Linked DNA regions of Mus musculus: region 1 is linked to region 2. Evidence: chromatin contacts called from public HiChIP or PLAC-seq data. All regions are on one chromosome and are shown on one strand. Each heading gives the region's core, a stretch centred on a gene start, on an enhancer-like site or on the middle of the called end of the contact. The rest is flanking DNA. Distances are from core to core; before and after follow the strand shown.

Region 1 (4,052 bases), core at 1,412-3,911, 270 kb after region 2:
CACACACACACACACACACACAAAGTCTTGACTGTCCTAGAACTAGCTCCATAGATCAGGCTGCCCTTGAACTCCTAGAATTCCCCTTGCTTCTCTGCCTCCCACGTGCTGGGATTAAAGGCATGTACCACTATAACCAGCTTAAGTTATTTAAAAACTATATTATTATTATTATTATTATTATTATTATTATTATTATTATTATAATGGAACGGGCACAGGTGGCCTTGAACACGCTATGACGTCCAGGCTGGCGTCAACTCAGTGTGATTCTCCTGCCTAGGCTTCTCCATTGCTGGGATATAGCTATGGACAAGGATACTTTGTTCTATTTTCTTTGACATCTGGGAGGCTGCTGCTCCCAAGGTCTAGCTGATTCACAGAGCGTTCTTCCACACACCAGCCTGACAGCCACAAGTCTTTATCTCCAACCAAGCTCTCTGTTTAACCTTCCCAGACCAACTTAGCATCTCCCTGCCCTGGGCCAGATACTGAGTACTTAGAGACCCACCTACAGGATTCAAGTGATGGTTATCAGGGGCACTAACCTTGTTTGCACTTCTGCCTTCCCTCCCAGGTTCCTTCCCACAGAAACCACTTTCAAGGCTCTGGGCTGCACTCTCCTCTCCTCTTTTTGCCCTGCCCTGTGCTTCTCCCACAGAAACATCCAGGGGGTGGGGGCGGGGCCCTGTGAGTTATACACTTGTCTACAACACAGTCCTCACTGACATCTCTGTAAATGAATTCCCAGGCACAGTTGAATTACTGAATGACAGGACTGGAGGCAGAGCTCAGCCCTTGCCTGTTATAGGAAGGAGCCTGCAGTTGACAGATCTTCAGTATGCCCAAAACGATAACAATGATACAGAAGTTGTTGGTTATTTCAAGGTTTTTCATGTTTCACTGTTATTGCATGCAGAACCGAACATCTTTGTATATGTGTAAATTATACTCTACTTTCTTAAGAAATATTTGTTTGTTTGTTTTCCAGACAGGTTTTCTCCGTGTAGTCCTGGCTGTCCTGGAACTTGCTCTGTAGATCAGGCTGTCCTTCAACTCAGAGATCCACCTACATCTGCCTCCTGAGTGCTGGGAATAAAGGTGTGAGCCACCACCTCCTGACAAGATTCCATATTAAAAAAAAAAAAATGCCGGACCCTGTGGCTCACAACCGTCTGTAACTCCAGTTCCAGAGGCTCTAACACTCTCTTCCAACCTCCGTAGGCACCAGGCACACAAGTGATGCATGAACAAACAAGCAGGCAAAACACCCAGACACATAAAATAAATCAAATTAAAAAGTAAAAAACAATATCCAGTTAATAATCACTTGCCTGTCTCCACAGAACAACCCCCTTTCCAAGTTGAGGCTCTGCTATTATTGCCAGGGATTTTGGCTGATGCAAGGATTCCCTTCTCCTTTCTAGGTTTGTCCAGCCCCAAAGCTGCCAGCAGGAGGTCTCTGGGCTCAGGGTGAACCCATCTTGTGAAACATCTCAAGAGCTGTCCAGTGAGCAGCTATGTCACCCACTCCACCTTTATCACCTGCCCAGCCCAATCCCAACAGCCCAGACATCCAGGCTGGGGATCCATCCCAGACGAACTGACCCACCAAGTGCTGGGGGTGGGGAGGGGGACACACAGTAGAGGTTCCTTAGGGATTGATGATAGTAATAGCCAGAGCCTGAGTACCTACTGTGTGCTGGGTGCTCTACCGAAACTTTCATTCATTTTTCAAAACTTACTAAGGTCTATATGACGGTTAGTGTTGAGTCTCGATTGGGTGAGATCTAGAATTATCTAGGAGACGAAGTTCTGGGAATATCTCTAAGTGAGTTTCTATATTTGCTTAAAGAGGATAGGAAGGCCTACACTAACCATAGGTGGCACCATTCCATGGAGAATACATAGTAGGGGTGGGGAGGAAGGAGACTGAGCACCAGTGTTCTCTGCACCCTGCTTGTGACTGACACGTTGTGGCCTCCGGCTTGGGTGCCAGGAAATCCTTCCTCCCTTAAGTTGCTCTTATCGGTTATTTTGTTACAGAGGAGAAAAACGATTAACGCTTCTCTTGTGTCCCATTACCTTTTGGGATCCCAGATACAGCTCTGAACGAAGCAGGCAAGGGCACTGCCCTCTCCTACCTGATGTCGTATCCACCTGGAGATTGAGCATCAGACCCCCACCACCACCACTACTTCTCCCATTTATTTATTTTGGATTTTGTTTTACTTTGAAGCAGGGTCTCCTTACTCAGCCTAGGCTGGTCTGGAACTTGCCAGTCCCCCAGCTGTAGACGGTATGTGCTGAGATTACACGGGAACACCTCCTTGCTGGTCTCTGTTTAGATAAGGATGCAGAGGACCAGAAACATGCGCCAAAGGCACCAGCCGCTGAGCGCTGAGACATGACTTGAATCCAGACCTGCCAGGCTTCTCTGCTAGAGCATCAGCTCAGGGAATGGTGGTCCTCAAGCAGCCACCTGAGCGGAGGGTGCCTGGAGCCAGGAGGGGTGGCAGGTTCCATCTGTGCCCCAGATGCAGGCAGTGACTGGGGCGTGGAGTCAGGGCCTGAGGTGGCCGCAGCTGTGGAGGGATGGCTACTCTCTGAACACAGGCTGTTCGTTGACCTTGTTTGGAATTTCCTCTGCGACGTCAAAGCTGTGAGTCATGGTCTCAACACTTGTCTCAATTGCACAACCCACAGAGATGATTGCAGACGCTGTCATGCCTCCCGACAGCCCGGTTCCAACCGTCACGATTCCCTTTCTCTGTCCCGGACCTGAGGGATTTTGTTTGGAAGGATGACAGAGCAATACAGGAAGAGGAGAGCCTAAGACCTCCTGTGCCACTCAACGGGGCCTTCAGGCTAATCCTCTGGAACAGCTCCAACAGCTTAGCTCAGTCAGCATTCCTCCAAAACCCAAGCTGCCATCTTCGCCCTAGCATCCCTCATGAGCAGTTAGTCTCAGCCAATGGTTAAATCTGTGGCTTCTGGATCAACTGAGCGTAGGTCAAGCTCTGCTGTGTGATTTCAGAAAAGACAATATACCTCTCTGAGCCTCAATTAATTATCTTATCCGTAAAATGATGAATAGTGGAAAAAAAATCCAGGGCTACACAGAGAAACCCTATCTCAAAAAACCAAAAAAGAAAGAAAGAAAGAGAGAGAGAGAGAGAGAGAGAGAGAGAGAGAGAGAAAGAATAGGAGGCAGGGCTTGTGAGTCCTGTTCTAGTCTGAGGCTCTCTAAACAGCTAATAATTGCTGCGGAGGAAAACTCATACTCCTCTGTGATGTAACTACTGGTAAGTTAACCTTGTTCAAGTAATTAAGTGCCCCCCCATATTCATTTTCAAGCAATCGGCTTTAATAAAATTCCCTGGTTTTAAAAAAGAGACATGAACGTCGGAAGGATTGTTAGATGGAAGAGGGATTCGGGAGTAGAGGGCGCTAAGAGAGAATAATGAAGAATCAAAAACGTTATGTATGGATAAGATTGTGAACATTTTTAATTAAAAAAAATTTTTTAATGGGCCTGATGATGGTGGCGCATACCTTTAATCCCAGCAGAGGCAGAGGCAGTGGATCTCTGTGAGTTTGAGGTCAGCCTGGTCTACAGAGTGAGTTCTAGGAGAGCCTGGGCCACACAGAGAAACCCTGTCTCAATAAACAGACAGACAGACAGGCAGGCAGACAGACAGACAGACAATAACAAAAAGCTTATCATTGGGCCTTTCCGTTTTGATTTATCTCATTGCTTACCTATTGGTGCCCTGCAGTGCTGATCTCCACGAGAGTAGGAGTCTGACTGTCCATCTCTCCTGCTATTCCCAAAGCTATTATTATTATTATTATTATTATTATTATTATTATTATTATTATTCCTGTCCAGCATGTGCAAAGCCTTGGGTTCCATCCTCAGCAGCACGTAAAACTGGGTGTGGTCATACAGTAACACCAGCTGTCTGGAGAGACAGGAGGATCAGAGACTCGAACTATCTTCTGCTATTTCATGGGTTCAAGGACAGCTTGGGTTACTTGTGACAGTGTCT
Region 2 (3,984 bases), core at 762-3,261:
TGTTTACAGGATCAGGCAAATATTCAAGGTAAACTGACATTTCACTAAAAACCTTTCTTGGGAGTGTTGGCTTTGGAAGCCAGCCTGCTTACTCTAGACTGCATCCTCCAAGGAACTCAGCCTAACCCTGGCACTGCCACACAGAGCAAAGGCTGTGAAAGAGTGCAGCCCTAGGATTCAGGACTGGCATTAAACAAAACCGGTGACAAAAACAGTTTAAAAGTCCCCGTGAAGCCGGGCATGGTGGCGCACGCCTTTAATCCTAGCACTTGGGAGGCAGAGGCAGTCGGATTTCTGAGTTTGAGGCCAGCCTGGTCTACAGAGTGAGTTCCAGGACAGCCAGGGCTACACAGAGAAACCCTGTCTCGAAAAACCTAAAAAAAAAAAAAACAAAAATAAAAGTCCCTGTGGAGCCAGGGGTGGCTTACACCTTTCAATGCAGCACCTGGGAAACAAAGGCAGGTGAATCTCTCTAAATTCAAGGCTAGCCTGGTCTGGTTGGCTAGTTCCAAGACAACCAGAACTCCATAGGGAGATCCAGTCTCCTCAAACCATGGTAATAATAATAGAAAAATGTCACTTGAATTAAGAAACCATTACTAATGTTACTAAGACCCTTTAAAGACACTGCAAAAGGTTTTGGAAATACTACGGCGAAAAGGCAGCTGGAGAGCTGGCTTGGCAGTGAGGAGCACGTACGGCTCTCTCAGAGGAGCCAAGTTCAGTTCCTAGCATCCGTGTTGGGGAAGAGCCTGGATCTCTAGCAGCAGGGGATCTAAAACCATCTTCTGGCCTCCAGTGGCAATCATGTGGTCAAACCCCTTCCCCCTCCCCACTCACATAATCATAAAATAAATCATTAAAAAATAAATCATTTCTAAGAAGCTGGTTATAAAATGATATAAGCATCTTTCTTCCTTTCTTTCTTTCTTTCTTTCTTTCTTTCTTTCTTTCTTTCTTTCTTTCTTTCTTTCTTTCTAACAAGCTCTTATGTAGGCTAGGCTGGTCTTGAATTTGCTGCATAGCAAAAAAAATCCTTTAACTCCAGATCTTCCCGCTTTCACCTCCCAAGTTCTAGGATTATGGACGTGCTACTACCACACTCATCTATTTTTTTTTTTAATGTTTTCTTTTTTTTTAATGATTTATTTATTTAATATATATGAGTCCACACTGTAGCTGTACAGATGGTTGTGAGCCTTCGGGTCGTTGTTGAGAACTGAATTTAGGACCTCTGCTCGCTCTGGTCATCCCTGCTCACTTTAATAAATAAGTACACTGTAGCTGTCTTCAGAAACACCAGAAGAGAGCATCAGATCTTATTACAGGTGGTTGTGAGCACCATGTGGTTGCTGGGATTTGAACTCAGGACCGTTGGAAGAGCAGTCAATGCTCTTACCCGCTGAGCCATCTTGCCAGCCCCCAAATGTTTTCAATGATTTGTTTAGCAATGCTGGTGTTGTACCTGAGGGTCTAGGCAAGCCTGGTATCACAGCAATGGTAGGGTTTCATGTTGCCCAGGCTAGCCTCTGATTCACTCTGTAGCTGAGGATGATCTTGAATTTCTGATCATCTTGACTCCTCCCTCCACCACCCAGTGCTGGTCTAGCAGGTCTTTACCACCACATCCAGTCTATTCCAGTTAATGTCATGCTAGGGATCAAACACAGGGCTTCCTGCACGCTGGACAGGCACAATACCAACAGAGCTACAGCCACTGTCCTAGTTCATTTTCTAAGACAGAGACTTGCTATATGATGCTCACTGATCTAATGCTCACTTGTCTGTGGCCTACAATAGCCTCCAACTCTTGGAAACGCTCCCGCCCCGGGCTTTCAGAAGCCGGAATCCTGGGTGTGTGGCACCACAACTGGCTCAGGATTAGACCTTTCAAATCACTGTAAACAACTCAAGTGAAAATCCCTCACAGCACACCTTTGGAGGAGCGTTTAAAAGGGGGTGACTCAGCCAGGGAGACTGTGGGGTGGGAGGAAAGGCTGGAAGGTGTCCCAGAAGGCCAATAGAGGAAGTGGAGGGGCGTTGAATTAGTCAGGACACACTCAAGAAAGGAAACCTGCAGGGTGTGGCAGAGCATGCCTTTGATCCCAGTACTCCAGAGGCAGAGACAAGTAGATGTCTCTGATTTGTTTTTTTGGTTTTTTTGGTTTTTTTGTTTTTTGTTTTTTTTGTTTTTTTTTTTTTTTGAGACCATCCAGGACAACACTGTGAGACCCTGTCTCAAAAAAATAAGAGAGCAATAATGAACTGGGTCTCAGAGTACTGTTACAGGCTGAATGTTAATGGTCCCCCACAGGCTCACATTAATGGGCATTTGGTCTCCAGCAGGTGGAACTGCTTTGGAAGGTTATAGAGTCTTGGGGCCTAATGGAAGGAATTGTGTTACTGAGCAACAGGCCTATAGGTTTAGACTCCAGCCAAGGCTAACTCCCACCACCTACTTCCTTGGTGACTTCCACCACCATTGTAGTGGTTTGAATGAGTGGTCCCTATAGGCTCATATATTTGAGTGTTTAGTCATTTGGGAGTGGCACTATATGGGAAGGATTAGGGGGAGTGGCCTTGTTGGAGTAAATGGCTCACTGGTAGTGGGGCTTTGAGGTTTCAAAAGTCTAAATTAGGCCCAGTGTCATTCTCTCTGTTGCTTGTGGATATGGTTGTAGGACTCGCAGCTACTTCTCCAGCACCATGTCTGCCTGTGCGTCACCATGCTCCCCAACATGGTGATGATGGACTCAACCATTGAATTGTAAGCAAGCCCCAGTTAAATGCTTTCTTTTTAAGGAGTTGCCATGGTGATGGTGCCTCTTCACAGCAGTAGGATACAGACTCAGACAACCATCCTGCCATGGTGGGCTGTATTTCCTCAAACCATGAGCCAAGTGAATTATTCTTCCCTTATGTTGCTTCCTTCAGGACCACTCAGAGGTTCATACCTACGAAACCTCAGTGGACCTGGGGTGAAGGAGGAAGGCAGTTATGCAGTTACCCAAAGCTCAAAGGCACAGTGTCCCTAAGGCTTGTGTTGGCAGAAGCCAATTTCTATATTTTCAAGCCTTTGTTCCTGCAGCTACCACCCAGATCCATTGATGTCATTGTCACTAGAGACAATACTCTTAGTGTCATTTATCTCTGCTACCAAAGATGCCACCAGAATCCAGAAGCAGAAAGGATATCATACACATACACACACATATAATATACACACACACACATATATACACACATATATACATACATACACACATATACATACACATATATATATACATACACACACATATATACATACACATATATACACACACATATATACACACACATATATACACACATATATACACACACATATATGCACACACACATATATACACACATATAAACATACATATATATATAAATATACACACATATACACATATACACACATATATACATATACATTACACACACACACACACACATACACACACACATCAAAGCTTTTTGTCAGCAATAACCTGAGTAGAAGACAGCTAGACAAGAGCCAGGAAAGTACAGTTTGTCTTTCTCTGATGCGTAGCAGAGTGAGGGCAGGCAGGCAGGCAGGCGGGTGGGTGGGTGGGCGGGAGGGGCTGAGTACAGCAGATAAATAATCAGCACTGTCTGACTCTGTGCTCACTCAGTGTTCTGTACTCCTTACACTCCTGAGTCTTAACTATTACAATTGTAGCAACCCTATGCTTTCTCCATAAAAGCAGGCAAAAACCCCTCTCACAAAGACCCATTGTCTCCCGGACAGAAATAAGAAGTGAAATTCGTCTTGAAGGCAGCTGGTGGTATAGCCCAGTGATCAAGTATATGTTCAATGTATACAGAAGAAGGCCCTGGGTTCAATGAAGCAGTGAAAAAGGGGGGTTGTTGTTGTTGTGTTTTCAGATTTGTTTGCTCTTATTTATGTATGTGAATGTTTTGCCTGCATGCATG

Evidence for each region. HiChIP or PLAC-seq counts read pairs in DNA pulled down with a chosen protein or histone mark.
Region 1: a contact with region 2 is called in a FOXA1 HiChIP or PLAC-seq map of pancreatic cancer cells. The contact joins two enhancer-like sites. A contact is called at or near these places in 1 of 484 Hi-C or Micro-C datasets (B cells), 1 of 115 datasets of contacts at active chromatin or transcription factors (pancreatic cancer cells) and 1 of 9 other capture datasets (pancreatic islet).

Annotation. Positions count from the first base shown.
Region 1 is chr4:136,114,565-136,118,616 of GRCm38.p6, forward strand. No RefSeq gene overlaps it. Among named protein-coding and RNA genes, the nearest start is that of Gm42329, 26 kb to the right of the region's middle. Within about 2 kb of position 2,662, at least 131 of the 459 cell types and tissues checked have an H3K27ac peak or open chromatin away from gene starts, as enhancers often do. A contact at or near this core is called in pancreatic cancer cells, where this site is marked.
Region 2 is chr4:135,842,635-135,846,618 of GRCm38.p6, forward strand. No RefSeq gene overlaps it. Among named protein-coding and RNA genes, the nearest start is that of Srsf10, 11 kb to the right of the region's middle. Within about 2 kb of position 2,012, at least 18 of the 459 cell types and tissues checked have an H3K27ac peak or open chromatin away from gene starts, as enhancers often do. A contact at or near this core is called in pancreatic cancer cells, where this site is marked.